2 separate regions of the Gossypium hirsutum genome follow, and region 1 is linked to region 2. The links are chromatin contacts, called in public Hi-C maps. All regions are on one chromosome and are shown on one strand. Each heading gives the region's core, a stretch centred on a gene start, on an enhancer-like site or on the middle of the called end of the contact. The rest is flanking DNA. Distances are from core to core; before and after follow the strand shown. Region 1 has its middle 4.2 kb from the start of LOC121230300. Region 2 holds the start of LOC107941328 (disease resistance protein RGA2).

Evidence for each region. A called contact is a pair of places that touch in the nucleus more often than the background predicts.
Region 1: a contact with region 2 is called in a Hi-C map of leaf, with 5 times the contacts expected there. The contact joins the enhancer-like site here to the promoter of LOC107941328 in region 2.

What each region holds. Positions count from the first base shown.
Region 1 is chrA06:3,496,216-3,503,467 of Gossypium_hirsutum_v2.1, reverse strand. No RefSeq gene overlaps it. Among protein-coding and RNA genes, the nearest start is that of LOC121230300, 4.2 kb to the left of the region's middle. Within about 2 kb of position 3,482, at least 1 of the 9 cell types and tissues checked has an H3K27ac peak or open chromatin away from gene starts, as enhancers often do. A contact at or near this core is called in leaf, where this site is marked.
Region 2 is chrA06:3,325,974-3,333,043 of Gossypium_hirsutum_v2.1, reverse strand. LOC107941328 (disease resistance protein RGA2) reads left to right here and starts at 3,747. Exons shown (of 2, transcript XM_016874885.2): 1 at 3,747-7,070. The coding sequence starts at 4,073. LOC107941323 (putative F-box/kelch-repeat protein At4g35120) reads left to right here. Exons shown (of 2, transcript XM_016874880.2): 1 at 1-203; 2 at 327-747. The coding sequence ends at 197.

The sequences.
Region 1 (7,252 bases), core at 2,233-4,732, 170 kb before region 2:
GAGATTATATGAAACTGTAATTTTACGTTATCCCTATCCCTTTTTCAATAGGAGAATGACAAATTAAATTTTTCCTCCTGATTTTCAGGTTTTTCCTCTTGAAAAAATTCAAATCCAACTAAAAATATTGAAAATTAGGAGGAAAAATCAAATTTGTCATTCTCTTATTGGAAAGAGATAGGGATGATTTGAAATCACAGTTTCATACAATCCTTTCTCTGTTTGTATATATATATATTGTGTTTGATACTTGAACTTGGTAACTAAGTCCACTTTAATACATGAAGTTCAATGGCGAATCCAGAAATATGACTTAAGGGGGCCAACTTATATTAGCATTTTAGGGGCGAACCTAGAAAATATTTTGGAGGAGAGTCAAAATTAAATTGTATATTTTTACGATAGTAAAAGTGCAACTTCACTATTTTAATAGCTTATATCTTTATAATTTTTAGAGGATAAAATCAATTTTTATCATTTTGGGGGGCCAAAGTACAATTTTACTATTATTAATTTAAAATTTTATAAATTTAAAAGGCCTAAATAGAAAAATTTTCATTTTATGGGGCCGGGCCCTTGCCAACCCCCCTGGATCCACCCCTGATGAGGTTTGATTATGTAAAAAAAGTGATGATGTGTAACTTTGAGATTGTACTACATCATCAGTTGAAAATTAAAGTATTATATAAAATCTATTTTTAAAAAAATAAATAATACATTTTGTTAAGTTTCAATTATCCAATTGAATAGTTATTTTTTATTTCCTAAATATTAATTAATTGATTAATTTAATTAAATTATTTTCTCAATCCAATTCTAATTTCATTAAAGTCATGGTAATTTTACCGTATTGGATTCCATGATGAAATTAATTTAATTGTCTCATCCAACAAATCTTATGATGACTAACTAATATAATTTTCACTACAAATTTCAATTATTTAATTACAATAATAATTCAAAGAAATTAAATTAAATTTTAAGTCATCTTTTGTATTTAACGAGAAAATGTATTCATTGCGAATAGTGATACATGCGATCTACATTCAATTTGTTTCGAGTTATCTCGATCTAGTGGAGGGACCGATTGGACATATATAATTAGGGCTTGAATAATATGTAATTAAGTTTCAGTATTTTCTCTATTAATTACAACTTAATTAATCATAAATTCATTCCACTATAATACAATGATTGAACTCTCCCTTATTATATACCATTATAAAGACTACTTTATTAAGTGTTCGTCCAATAACTTTTTCATAAATGTATGTTACCCTCATAAGATACCATTAATCTCTTTGAGACAAAATCTGCTCTCCTAATATGATCATATTCTATCGCATGATTTTCATTACATATTGGTCCTATTTCGTGCTCGATCTATAAAAGAGCTTTCATATGCTCGATTTTGATTGTTTAACCATAAATGAATATGCTTGGTTTTGAATTATTATGTATGTGAATATTTTTTTTTGTAAATTAAATGTAGTTGGTACGACAAAGAATGTTGCATTCCATAACTAGAACCTGACAATCGAGTCGGGCGAGGAATGTTACAATATAAGCATAAGCATGCCAACGGTGAGTTCCACATTTACAAAGGTTTCCTTATGAAAGGAAATAAGCTTTGCCTTCCTCGAACTTCTTTGCGTGAGAAAGTTATCTAGGATTTACATGACCTTGGAAGAGATAAAACAATTGTTGTTGTGGAAGAAACGTATTATTGGTCTCAATAGAAGTGAGATGTTGGTAGATTGGCTAAACAATGCTATACATGCCAAACTGATAAAGGGCAAACTCAAAATGCCAGCATTTACACCCTTTTACCAGTTCCTGAGCATATTTGGCAAGATTTACTACAGACTTTATGCTCGGATTGCCACAAACACAACGAGGTATGGGTTCAATTTTGGTTGTGGTTAACCGTTTCTAGAAACTGGCCCATTTCAACCCTTGCAATTAAACTATAGAAGCCTCTAATGTCACTACACTACTTTTCAAAGAGAGAGTTTGCTTACACAAAGGTCCTAAGTCGATCACCTTTGAATGAGATACTGTAAAAATATTATCATTCCATTTTCCTATATTGTATCGCATCAATTCAGTCATTGAATTTACCAAAAACATCACTAAAAAACTTAAATGATACCATACATAAAGAGTAATTATATCATTTAAATATATGTTATATTCTCTAAACTTATATTTTTTTTAAATTTAGAATTAGAAAACTAGTACTCACATATATGGCGGAAATATACCACACCACTCACACATACCACACCCACAAAAAGGATTTAGAGGCAAATTTAAAAAGATGAGAGGAGAGAAAGGAGAAACATGTGTATGTTAGTTCAAAGTTACGCATTTTTCAAATGTTTTTTTTTCTTTTTTTTTCTATTTTTAAACAAAAACAAATAAAAAAAACCATATTAGTCTTTTCATTTAACACAAATGAATAAAAATAGGCATATGGCCCAATTTGAACTCACGCCAAATGATTAGTAAAACCTTAAATTTATCGTCCAATCAAAACTTCATTTCAATGTATTTTATGCAATTTTCTTTTAATATGCATAATTTATTATCTCCATTAGTTATATATCAATACTATTTATTAAGTGTTTTACTAAGTTGTTTTCACCCTCAACCAAGTCACCAACTTGATTAGTAAAATTATGAAAATATGAGGATATATTAGTCTTTTCATTTTAACAAAAACCAATGAAAATATGAATATGTGATATTTAAACTCGCACCAATTGAATTAGTAAAATTTTAAATTTACCATTCAACCAAAACTTCATTTTGATATATTTTATGCATTTTTATTTTAATATGCATAATTTATTATCTCCATTAGTTGTATATATTGATAATATTGTTAATTGAGTTGGTGTCACAAATCAACTCGATGCTAACTCACAAATGATGACAAAATCATGATAAATAATTATAATGCATTTAGTATTGTTTATCTTATGTATTTATGTGTTTAAATTTCGTACATATTGTATATGTGTTGTTATTATTATTAATTTCAAATCTTACATTTAATTATTTATTATATGTTTTTTTTTGGAATATAATTTAAAAACAGTAACACATTAAAATCCATTGGGTTAAACCCAACTAATTGGTCCCAAGAAAATAGAATGAAATTGGGCTACTAGTTGGCCCATAAATTCAAAAAACGAAATCAAACAGGAATTAGAATTCTATCTTTACTCCAGTCAAACAGGTACAGCTGTTCCTCATTAATATTTATTTTTAAACACATGTATTTTTAATATGCATTGTTATTTTCCTTCCATTTTTTCATCTCTCCTACCAAACAAACTTATAGAAAGTCTTTCAAATTTCCACTTTACTAAGCAAATTCAAAAAGGTAAAAAGTTGGGACAATGTATTATACACGTGAACAAAGTGAAGAAAGATGAAGAAGAAGATAGGTAAGGGTAAAGTGCACGTGAAAATTGATAGTTGGTGTAGCTGTATGGATAGAACATTTATCAAAAAACATGACATTGAACTTTAATAAAAGCCCACCCCTTGCTTTTCTAGTTTTCTTTTTCAATATTGAGGTCAATATTGAGGTACCAATTCATATGTGTTTGGAAAAATTGTAATTTATGGAAACTGTGAGGCATATTTTTAATAGGTAAAGGTGGAGAGTTGAATAATTATAAAATTATGATTTCATATTTTACTCTATGAGACCTTTATAACGGTATATCATATGTTCAAAATGATTAAGTGATGAATGAGAAATTGATGCTCAAAGTAAGCTACTTAGAAATATTTGTTAAGGAAAAGAAAAGCTTAGATCCATATTGATTAATACCAAGTGTGAGATGTGTATATGTATGAGAACTCACTTAAAAGGCAATTGAATGATTAAGCTTGGAACTTTGTCTTACACATAGAGGGGGTGTAGATCCAAACCTATCAGGGTTGGGGCTTGTTCACATAATGTAAGCGATGCGAAATGTTTGGATTGGTTGGGCCCATAATGGGTTTTTGGATATTTAGCCCAACGTAAAATTTATTTTAATCAAATTGATTTAATTGCCCCTTTAATGCAGATTTTGTCTCGTTATACATGAATATTTCCAAAAACTCCCCCACTTTGAATGTCTATAAAAGGCTAAGACTTCTTTAGAATTTTTTGCTCACTCTCATACCGAGATTATTTTTCTCCAAAATTCTTCTCTTTTCCTCTCTATATTTTCCAACATCCAGTGATAGAAAAAAGGCACCGTTTGTCCGTTGATCATTGCAGAGATGCTATTGTTTCGATCATCATGTTGTTGTATCCTAGGAGACATTCAACCAAACATTCTCCAAGTACTGTAGGAGCAGCCAAATCTGTCTTAAGAAAACTGTGTAAAACAGGTCTCAACATTTAGTAAAACTTGTTTCTTCTTTTTTATTCCTGGTTTTTATTATGTTATTTATTGGTTTTTCATATCTGATAATTTAAATATAAATTATTCAATTTATTTTATTTTTTATCTATAAATATTTGTTTATTTATATTTATACATTTTTGTTCGCTAACGTGTTTTGTCTAACAATATATCCTGTAAATGATGTCGTAAGATTTAAATTAGAATTGTCTTTTTACAAATCTATGATTATTTTTAAATTTTTGTGATAGGAAATTCCGAATTTGAATCTATTAAGTAATGAATTTGTGGTCCATAGAGGTGCTCATGGGCCGGGCCGGGTTCGGGCAGGGCTCAACTAAAATTTTAGGCCCATTCATTGGGCTCGGGCCGGGTCGGGCCCAAAAAATGGGCCTAAAATTTTAGTTGAGCCCGACCCAAATAAAAATACTAAAATTTGGGCTCGGCCCAGCCCGCCCGTATTTATTTTTATATTATTTTATATAATTTTTAAATATATATAATACATCAAAAATATTTAAAAAAATCAAAACAAATATTTTCCAACAAATTGAAAATAAATTTTAAAAAAATGTAGACTTAAATAGCACTAAGATAGATGCAACTTAACAAGCAAATACCTTTAAAATAATAACAAAATTAACAAATACCTTTAAAATAATAACAAAATTAATAATAAAATAAGTTTTATACAATATCCAAACAATAACAACAAAATAGTAGCAACTAATAGTAATATAGTAGCAAAATAGCGAGAAAACAACAAGAAAATAACATTAAAAAACAAAAAAGAAAATGGCAGATTTTTTTTGTCATTTAGTGAATTCAGGCCGGGCCCGGGCTAAAAATACCTTACCCGAGGCCCGACCTATTTTTTAAACAGGTCTTATTTTTTTGTCCAAGCCCATTTTTCAGGCCTATATTTTTACCCAAATCCTCCCACATTTCGGGCGGGCCTTCGAGATGAGCCGGATAGCCTAACCCATGAGCAGGTCTATTTGTAGATAATTAAACAGGATAATTCAAATACAATGTTACAAGATAGCCCAAAATGCTAAGTCGTGACACACGCATAGGTCGCTAATTGATCATATATACATTCACGACACTTGTAGATAATTATGGTTTCACCTTCGTATATTTAGTATAAACTCTCCCAAATTATCTTGTAAGTCTTTTGAATAAATTATCAACCTTTCGATCTTTTATTTCATTGAGAAAAAGAGAAAAGACACAAATCGTCTTTTACAATCACAAATGTAAAACAATGTTAAAGTATGAACATTGCTATACAAAAGGACCACTCAATCAAAACTTGAGTAGTGTGAAGGCTAATGCATCAAATTACACTACAAAATTTTAATTTTAATTGGTATATAATTATAAAATTAATTACGTAATAATTAATTTAAAACAATAAGTGTAACTCAACACGAATGCAAAATTTAATTAACGCTATTGTTTATTTAATGTGATTATAAAATTAAAAAATTTTAATTATTAACTAATATTTTTTTTATTATCATATAATATTAATAATATATTACAAAAAATTCTAATGTTTTAATTTAATAATTGAAAAGTTTCTTCTAAAGAAGACTGGGCTGAGCTTTGACCCAAATCCATGATAAGAAAATGGACCTAGATTGAGTAGAGCCCGGACTCTATAAAGGCTCAACTTGAACTGAAAGTTATTTATGAACCTTTTCTTTACCAATCCAAAGTTATTCCTTCACAATGTATATATAAAAATTTATATTTAAGTTGGTATCACGAGTTAATCAGATATTAGCTTAATTAAAAAATTTACTAAAATAATTTTATAAAGTAATAAATATTAATAGAAAAATATTTTTGTGATTTAATGTTTTTAATAAAATAATACTATATTAGGATTTGAATCCATGACACATGAATTAGTAACTTTTAACTTAATCATTACAACTAAAATCTCATTTGATTTTAATATAATTGTTTAGAAATATATTTTTTTTACATAAATTCGGTGTATCGAGTTAACTGACATCAACTTAGTTAGGAAAAAATATTTTAAAAAATAGAATTATATAAATATTTTACTTTTATTGAAAAACAAATAAAAATAACTTACCTACTATATGCATGTAAGTTTTTTTAATCAAAACATTACTTCTCTAGTATTATTATTAATTTTGAACAATTTCATTATAGGTTCTGATCATATTTGTTCTTTTTGATACAATATCTAGAATTACCCATAGTCCCTCCCCAACCCATAAATAGAAAGATCATGCACGTTAACGCACACGTCCTCCTACATTGACAATAATGCCTATGCCAATAAATATATTATAATCTCAAAATTGTATACGAACTTTAGTTTAATGTTCAAGTTTATATATGAATTTTGGTTTTGCATAATTTTATACATAAAATTTTGATTTGAGACAATTCTTACAAATTATTAATACAATTATTAATATAGCATCATTTTAAGTTTAAAATAATTATATTTATCCAATGTAAAAATAAATTGATGATTAAAAATGTATATTATTGAATCAAAATTAGACTTTAGGACTTAAACCAAGTCGCACAATTGATTGTGCTCTCAATTAATGCACTTAAAATAACCGTTTCTCTAATAAACAACAATAAGTGCTCTTAGTACATTACATATACAAGTCTCCTAAATTTTTAAATAATTGAGACCTGCTAACATACTCTATCAATTATAATTAATCTTCCTTCGAAACAAGCAAGATAATATGTATAAAGAACATATTCAATGATACCAGGATAAGTCTTGAATCCTCAAGATATACTTTCAAATTTTGCTCAATTCAATCACATTCATTTAA
Region 2 (7,070 bases), core at 2,498-4,997:
CTATGGGCCCCCCTCTGATTCATTTGGGCAATGACAAGTGGTGTATGGTTTGGCACAGCTGTACGCTTAAATGTTTTGAGTACCTTATATTCAGAATGTGCCGCAACGGGCATGGAGGGATATATGCAGCTGCAGTGGGCGGAGATAGAACCTCTGCTTCATTTCGATCCGTTAATCATACAATATTGATGCCCTAAATGAAGGTTAGAGCCCCCTTCATATCGTAATTATTTATACCCTTGATAAGTGACTGATTATGCATTTGCCAATGCTGCTTGTAATTATATTTGGTTTGCTCTAAATGAAGATTCCCCCTCCTCTTGTAGGCCTCAGCCAGAACGCATGGTGTATAGAATTGAGTCAAGACTCATGTTGATGGTGAAGGAAAAACTTTGAAGACACTGTCAATTATCTTGGTTGAAACTTTGAACTAATTGGGTACTTTCTTTTGGATACCCAGACTAACACATTGACGAAGCATAAAAAAAAAAAAACAAGTTAAAGACTACAAAAGTAACATCTGACTATATACTATTCTCATTTTGCAGTCCTTTCACTATTATTCACTTCTTTTAAGGTCCCTTCTATATATAATATCACCAGTTTGATTTTTTATATAATCAATTTCTTTTAATATTTTATTTTTATTTTTAAAATTAAATAAAAACTTCATTTATATATTTATGTCTTGTTTTGTTCGTCATATTTGAATAAAACAACTAATTGAATAAATTTTAATTATGTGCACTCGATTTTTTTTTAAATTGATGGTTGCTAAATGATGATTGGGTGGTGTCATTAATGGAATGACGGCATCATTATAGAAAACATGTCATTTTCGTACAATATTTTACTGTTAAATTATTTTTGTATTGAATAATTCTTTTGCGTTAATTTTAAATCTGTTTTCTTCAGAATTGGTTGGTTCTTATCTGGTGGGCCTTACTAAGAGCATAAGAAAGACACCTGTATTGATTAAGGGTGGGTGGGCATTCGATCGAGTCGAATCGATTTAAAAGAATTCAGGTTAATTGAGTTGATAATCGTATTTTAGCAATTGAACTTAATTTAAATTTTTTTAATTGAATTGAGTAAAAAAAATTTGAGTCAAGTTAACCAATCTTATCATTTATACTTAATGGGTAAACATTTATCAAAACGATATAATTTTGTCTTTAAACTGAATGGTTTTGACTTTTAGAGAATGTAAACATTTATTAAAACAGCGTAGTTTTGTATTTTCTTATTCAGATTTTTAGATAACTTGAATTGTGTAATTTATATTTGAGTTAGATCGAAAAATATGATTTTTTTATTCGAGTAGATCCAGATAACTCGAACTATTTAATTCAAAATTTGAATTTTTTTATTATATTTTTCGGATACCGAATAACTTGATTAGCTTGAATTGTGTAATTTACATTGACAATGTCAAAACTATTTATACAAGCACTAGCACCAAATGCTAGTAAGAATCTTTAGGGCCAAATTTATTTATTTTTAGAATTAAGACTAAATTGATAGAATGTACAAATATTGAATTGAAAATAGTGTTATTAGGTCAATAAAAAAAGGTCACATCAAACTTCCGTTATCAATTTAAAGGCATGGTGACTAAAAAAATTAATTTTGAAAACTTTAATAGCTAAATCAATTTTTTTTTATAGTTAGGTGTCTAAAAAACACTCTCATAGTTTAGTGACTATTCATGTAGTTTATACTAGTCACGTAATCTATCCATTTCAGATTTAATGGCTTAGTGACTAAAAAATAAATTTGAATAGTTTAATGATCAAATTGAGAAGTTTCAAAATTTGATGATTAAAATAGAGAAACATATGAAAAATTCAACAACTAATTAGGTAGTTTACCCAACAAAGTAATATTTAAAGTAAAGAAATGACAATCACAATCACAATAAGAATGATGAGAATCAAAATAATTTTGATAAGTAAATCATTTTAAGCCATAAATTTATGGGGCACCAAATGGTTCCTTGTTTGCTTGGGTTCATGCCATTTGTAATGACACCATGTGGCACTGCCTTGCTACATGCTTATCTGCCTCTATCCTTCTGGTTCCCTTTTTGAGGTGAGGAATTTTGTCTGCATGCAGAAGGTTGTTAGGGCCACTTTGAGGCTTTGAGCAGTGGACGCCTAAAAATAGCAATGTACGCTGATGCTTGGTTCTCCTTCCCAAGAGTGGCTAGAAGCATGATCGACCCTTTCACCTCATTGCTTTGATTAGTAAACCCTAGATGGGAGTTAGCCTTCTTTACTTGCTGCTTGTCCAATTCCAATTTGTTGAAAGGCTTTCACGACACTGCCAATGTAACACACTTTCACAATTGGAGTATCCTACCAACATTAGTCGAAGAAACTATACCACTGCTATGCAGACATGGAGGAGTTGATGACTTCCAGTCATGTATTTGCAGTCACAAATTGAGATAAAAATTAAGTGCCAATGTGTCTCTATGCATATGGATGAGGGGAAACAACTTGCACTTGAGGGTATCAGAGGCTCTCGTGTTCCTCATATAGCTCTTAAATTAATGCAGATCCTCCATTCCCGATATGTTTCCTTTGGCAACTTGAAGTTGCATCCTTCTGGCCATATGGATGAGGGAAGCTACGTCCATTCCTTCTGGCCACACTCCTCGTCTATCCTTTCTGCTCCGGTGGGGTAACCCTTGAAGCTGCATCCTCATGTCCTGGTGCCAGATTTTTTCACCATGTGAGATCATCTAATTCTTTATAAAATTACTTATTTCAAAATTAAATTGTTGACTTTTATGAATAAGTTAGTCATGTAATTTATTAATTCACATAATTACTTGGAAGTAGCCAGGAAACTGGGAACCAGATAGCAATGGCGTGGCGGCTCATCAAGTCTTCCAATTCCAACCAAAAGTCTCCACTTCCCTACGCCACAGAAAATTTATAGGATAAATTCTGCTATTAGTCCCTATATTATGCTTAAATTATGGATTTAGTCCCTATATTTCAATTTGGTCATTTTCAGTACTTATACTTTTAGAATTTTTAAAATTTTGGCTTTGCCCAAATGGTAGCTACTAAAGTCATTTATTTTATTTTCAAAATTTGATGCAACAACCGTATTATTGCATGTGTAACTTGATTTCAACTTATTATTTCTATATATTATTCACAAAAAAATAAGTTAATAGATTTAACTTTTGTCGTTTTGCATTAAGATTGAACTTTCGGAATTAAAAAATATAGCAGCTAAGAATAATACAATTGAAGAACATAAACTAAAACTACAACTTTACACATAATACAAGATTAATAGTAGAATTTAACCAAATAGATTTAACTGTTACTATTTGGTCAAGACTAAAGTTTCAATATTTGAAAAGACAAGGACTAAAATCGACAAATTTTAAAAGCACATGCAAGCTTTTCAGAATCGGTCTGGTGGTTGAACTGATCAAGCTACTAATTCGCAGTCTGGGTGGTTCAATTAAATAAATCATTAACAAATTTATAAAAATATTAAAAATCAATTCAACAACTTTATATCAGCTCATGGCTCAACCGGTCTAAAGTCTTTTTCCAGACTAATACCTTGGTAGAGTCTTGATCCGATCTGGTTCATATAACCATGAATATAAGGACTAAAATTGATCAAATTAAATTAAAGTTAGTAAATCCATATCATACTCAAAATACAGCGTCTAACATCAAAATTTTACCAAAATTAAACGTTTCCCCGACAAGTGTCAATTCCTTCTCTCTTGATAGCACCAAATATGAACAATCATCATTGAAAACCATCATCTCCAGTTGTTTCAATATTTTTTCACTAATGGCCGACGTAGTTGTATCTCCTCTTCTACAAGTAGTCTTTGAAAAATTGGCCAACCCTTTAATAAACGAGATTGCCAACAGTCTTGGCCTCAAAAAAGAGGTAAAGAAGCTTCAAAGAATCTTATTTATAATTCAAGCAGTACTTGCAGATGCTGAAGAACAACAATTAACCAATAAAGCTCTCACAATTTGGTTATCTCACAATTTGGTTAACTGAACTTAAAGAAGTTGCTTATGATATGGAAGATTTGCTTGATGAATTCTCTCTTCAATCTATTCAATATAGGGACCATAGTACCATTGCTCAACAGGTACGTTCTTTTATACCTTCTTTGGTAAAAGCAGCTGATTGTATAGATTTATTACCCAGATTAAAACAAATCAAGGAGACATTACAGGTTTTAGCTGAAGAAATGTCTAGTTTCAATTTGAGTAATAAGGGTATTAGAAAAAGAGGGGTAAGGCAAACTGGGTCTTTTATAGTTGAATCAGAGGTTTTTGGGAGAGAAAAGGATAAAGTTAGGGTAATAGAAGAATTATTATCAAGCAATAATGGGTCTTCAATGGGGGATGTATCAGTTGTTTCCATTGTTGGTTTGGGTGGTATTGGGAAGACAACACTTGCTCAATTAGTGTATAATAATCCCATAGTCGTATCGTATTTTGATTTGAAGATTTGGGTTTGTGTTAATGATGATTTTGATGTTGGGAAAATCATGGTTTCCATTATAGAATCTGTTAGTAAAAGCAGATGTGATGTTTTGGGGATGGATGTATTGCAGCTTAGATTACAAGAGTTGCTTCTCGGGAAGAGATACTTGTTAGTGTTGGATGATATTTGGAATGAAGACGACGGGGAATGGGAGAATTTACGGATGTCGTTGAGAAATGGTGTGGAAGGGAGTAGAGTCGTCGTCACTACACGTAGTAAAAAAGTGGCATTGATAATGGAATCGGTGTACACACATCAATTGGAAGGTTTATCAGATGATGATTGTTGGGGTTTGTTCAAGCAACGAGCTTTTGGAAGTAACGGAAAGGAACATCACAATTTGTTTCCTATCGGCAAGCAAATTGTCAAGAAGTGTGGTGGTGTGCCTTTAGCTGCTAAGACTTTAGGAAGCTTAATGCGATTCAAACGAAACGAAAGAGAGTGGTTGATTGTTCAAGAGAGTGATCTTTGGGATGTATCCCAAACCGAAAATGGAATTTTACCGGCCTTAAGATTGAGTTATAGCCACTTACCATCACATTTGAAAGCTTGCTTCGCTTACTGTGCGATATTTCCTAGGAATTACATAATAAAACGAGAGAAGTTAATCCAGTTGTGGATTGCAGCCGGTGTAATTCAATCACCGGAAGGAAGAAGGTCGTTAAAATATTTGGGAAATGAATATTTCGAGGATTTGGTATGGATGTTTTTCTTTCAAGACATTCAAAGGAGTGGAAGTGGCTACATAACAGATTGCAAGATGCATGATCTTATTCATGATCTTGCACAGTCAATAGTGGGACATGAATTCAAGAGGTTGGAGCATGATAATATGACAGAAGATCTATCTGAAGTTCGTCATTCAACGGTGGTTTGTAATTTCAACTTATATACAGTCCCGGAAGCTCTGTATGCAGCAAAAAAGTTACGATCGCTCCTCTTATTGCTCCCAAAAGGTGACCTCGGAGAAGTTCCTAGTGAAATTTTTTCAAGTTTTAGACATTTGAGGGTCCTGGATTTAAGTGGTAGTGGCATAAAAAAGCTGCATGATTCGATTTCTTCCACTATATTTTTGAGATATCTTGACATCTCTAACACCCATATTGAAAATTTACCGGAAGGTATCTGCAACCTTCGTAACTTGCAAGTGTTGAACCTTTCCGATTGCTATAATCTCACTGCACTACCATGTGATATAGTCAAATTGTATAAACTGAGACATTTGATGATAAATGGCTGTGAAAGACTCGTTACAATGCCCCCTTGGATAGGAAAACTCGAGTACCTTCGAACATTGCATACGTTTATTGTGGGAAATGGTGAAGGTCAACATCTTAACCAGCTGCAAAATCTAAACCTTGGTGGAGAGCTTAATATTAGACAGTTACAGAATGTACAGGATGCAACAGAGGCAATGGAAGCTAACTTGATCGGAAAACGAAACCTTCAGTCACTGAGTCTATGTTGGGAAAGTGATGTTAACAGTCTAAATGACGGTATTTCCAATGATGACTGGCTAGAAGTGCTCAACCACCTCCAACCACATCAATTTCTTGAAAAGTTGTCTATCAGAGGGTACCAAGGAATCTACTTGCCTAGATGGATGACTGTTCAGAAACCAAATATAATCGAACTCAGGTTGATTAGCTGCCATAGATGTAAATATCTCCCTTTGTTGGGACAGCTTTCCCTCCTTAAGGTCCTGTACTTGCAAGGAATGGAAGCGGTGAAAAACATTGGAGCTGAATTCTACGGAGAAAGCATGGGTAGACCATTCCCTTCATTAGAAGTGCTAACACTAACAGATTTCCCTTCTCTAGAATTCTGGTGGGGTTTCAACAGGAGAGAAGAATTCCCTTCTTTGGTCAAACTGACAATCAAGAAATGCTCCAAGTTGCAAAACATGCCATGGATGCCATTGCTTCAACATCTGGAGCTGCACAGCTGCAACGAAATGGTACTACGGTCAGCATCTAACCTGACTTCTCTAAGCACCCTTGTGGTAGGTGATTTTGTAGAGCCCTTGATCTTCTTGGAGAAGCTGCTCCAAAACAATCCTCTTCTCATGTCTCTTAAGATTAGTTCTTGTCCAAAACTTCACTCGATCCCTCCAAGTTTAGAGAAACTCACCAGCCTGAAATCATTAGCAATTTGCTGGTGCGAAGAGCTACATTCATTACCTCGAGGATTGCAAAACCTTACCTCATTGGAGTCCCTGGAGATCATTGAATGTCCTAGTCTTGTTTCCTTGTCCGAGGATATACAAGGCCTGCGGTCCCTACGATCATTATCAATTGAGATGTGCAGTAATCTCAAGTCCTTACCAACAGAGTTGCAGTTCCTTACTGCCCTTGAGCACTTAACCATAATGTACTGTCCAAATTTGGCTTCTCTACCCGACAGTTTCCAACATCTATCGAGCCTCAAGAGTGTATCAATTTTGAACTGTCCGGAGCTGAATTGTCTCCCCGATGGGTTGCAATATGTATCTTCAATGCAGAATCTAGAAATCCGCAGCTGCCCAG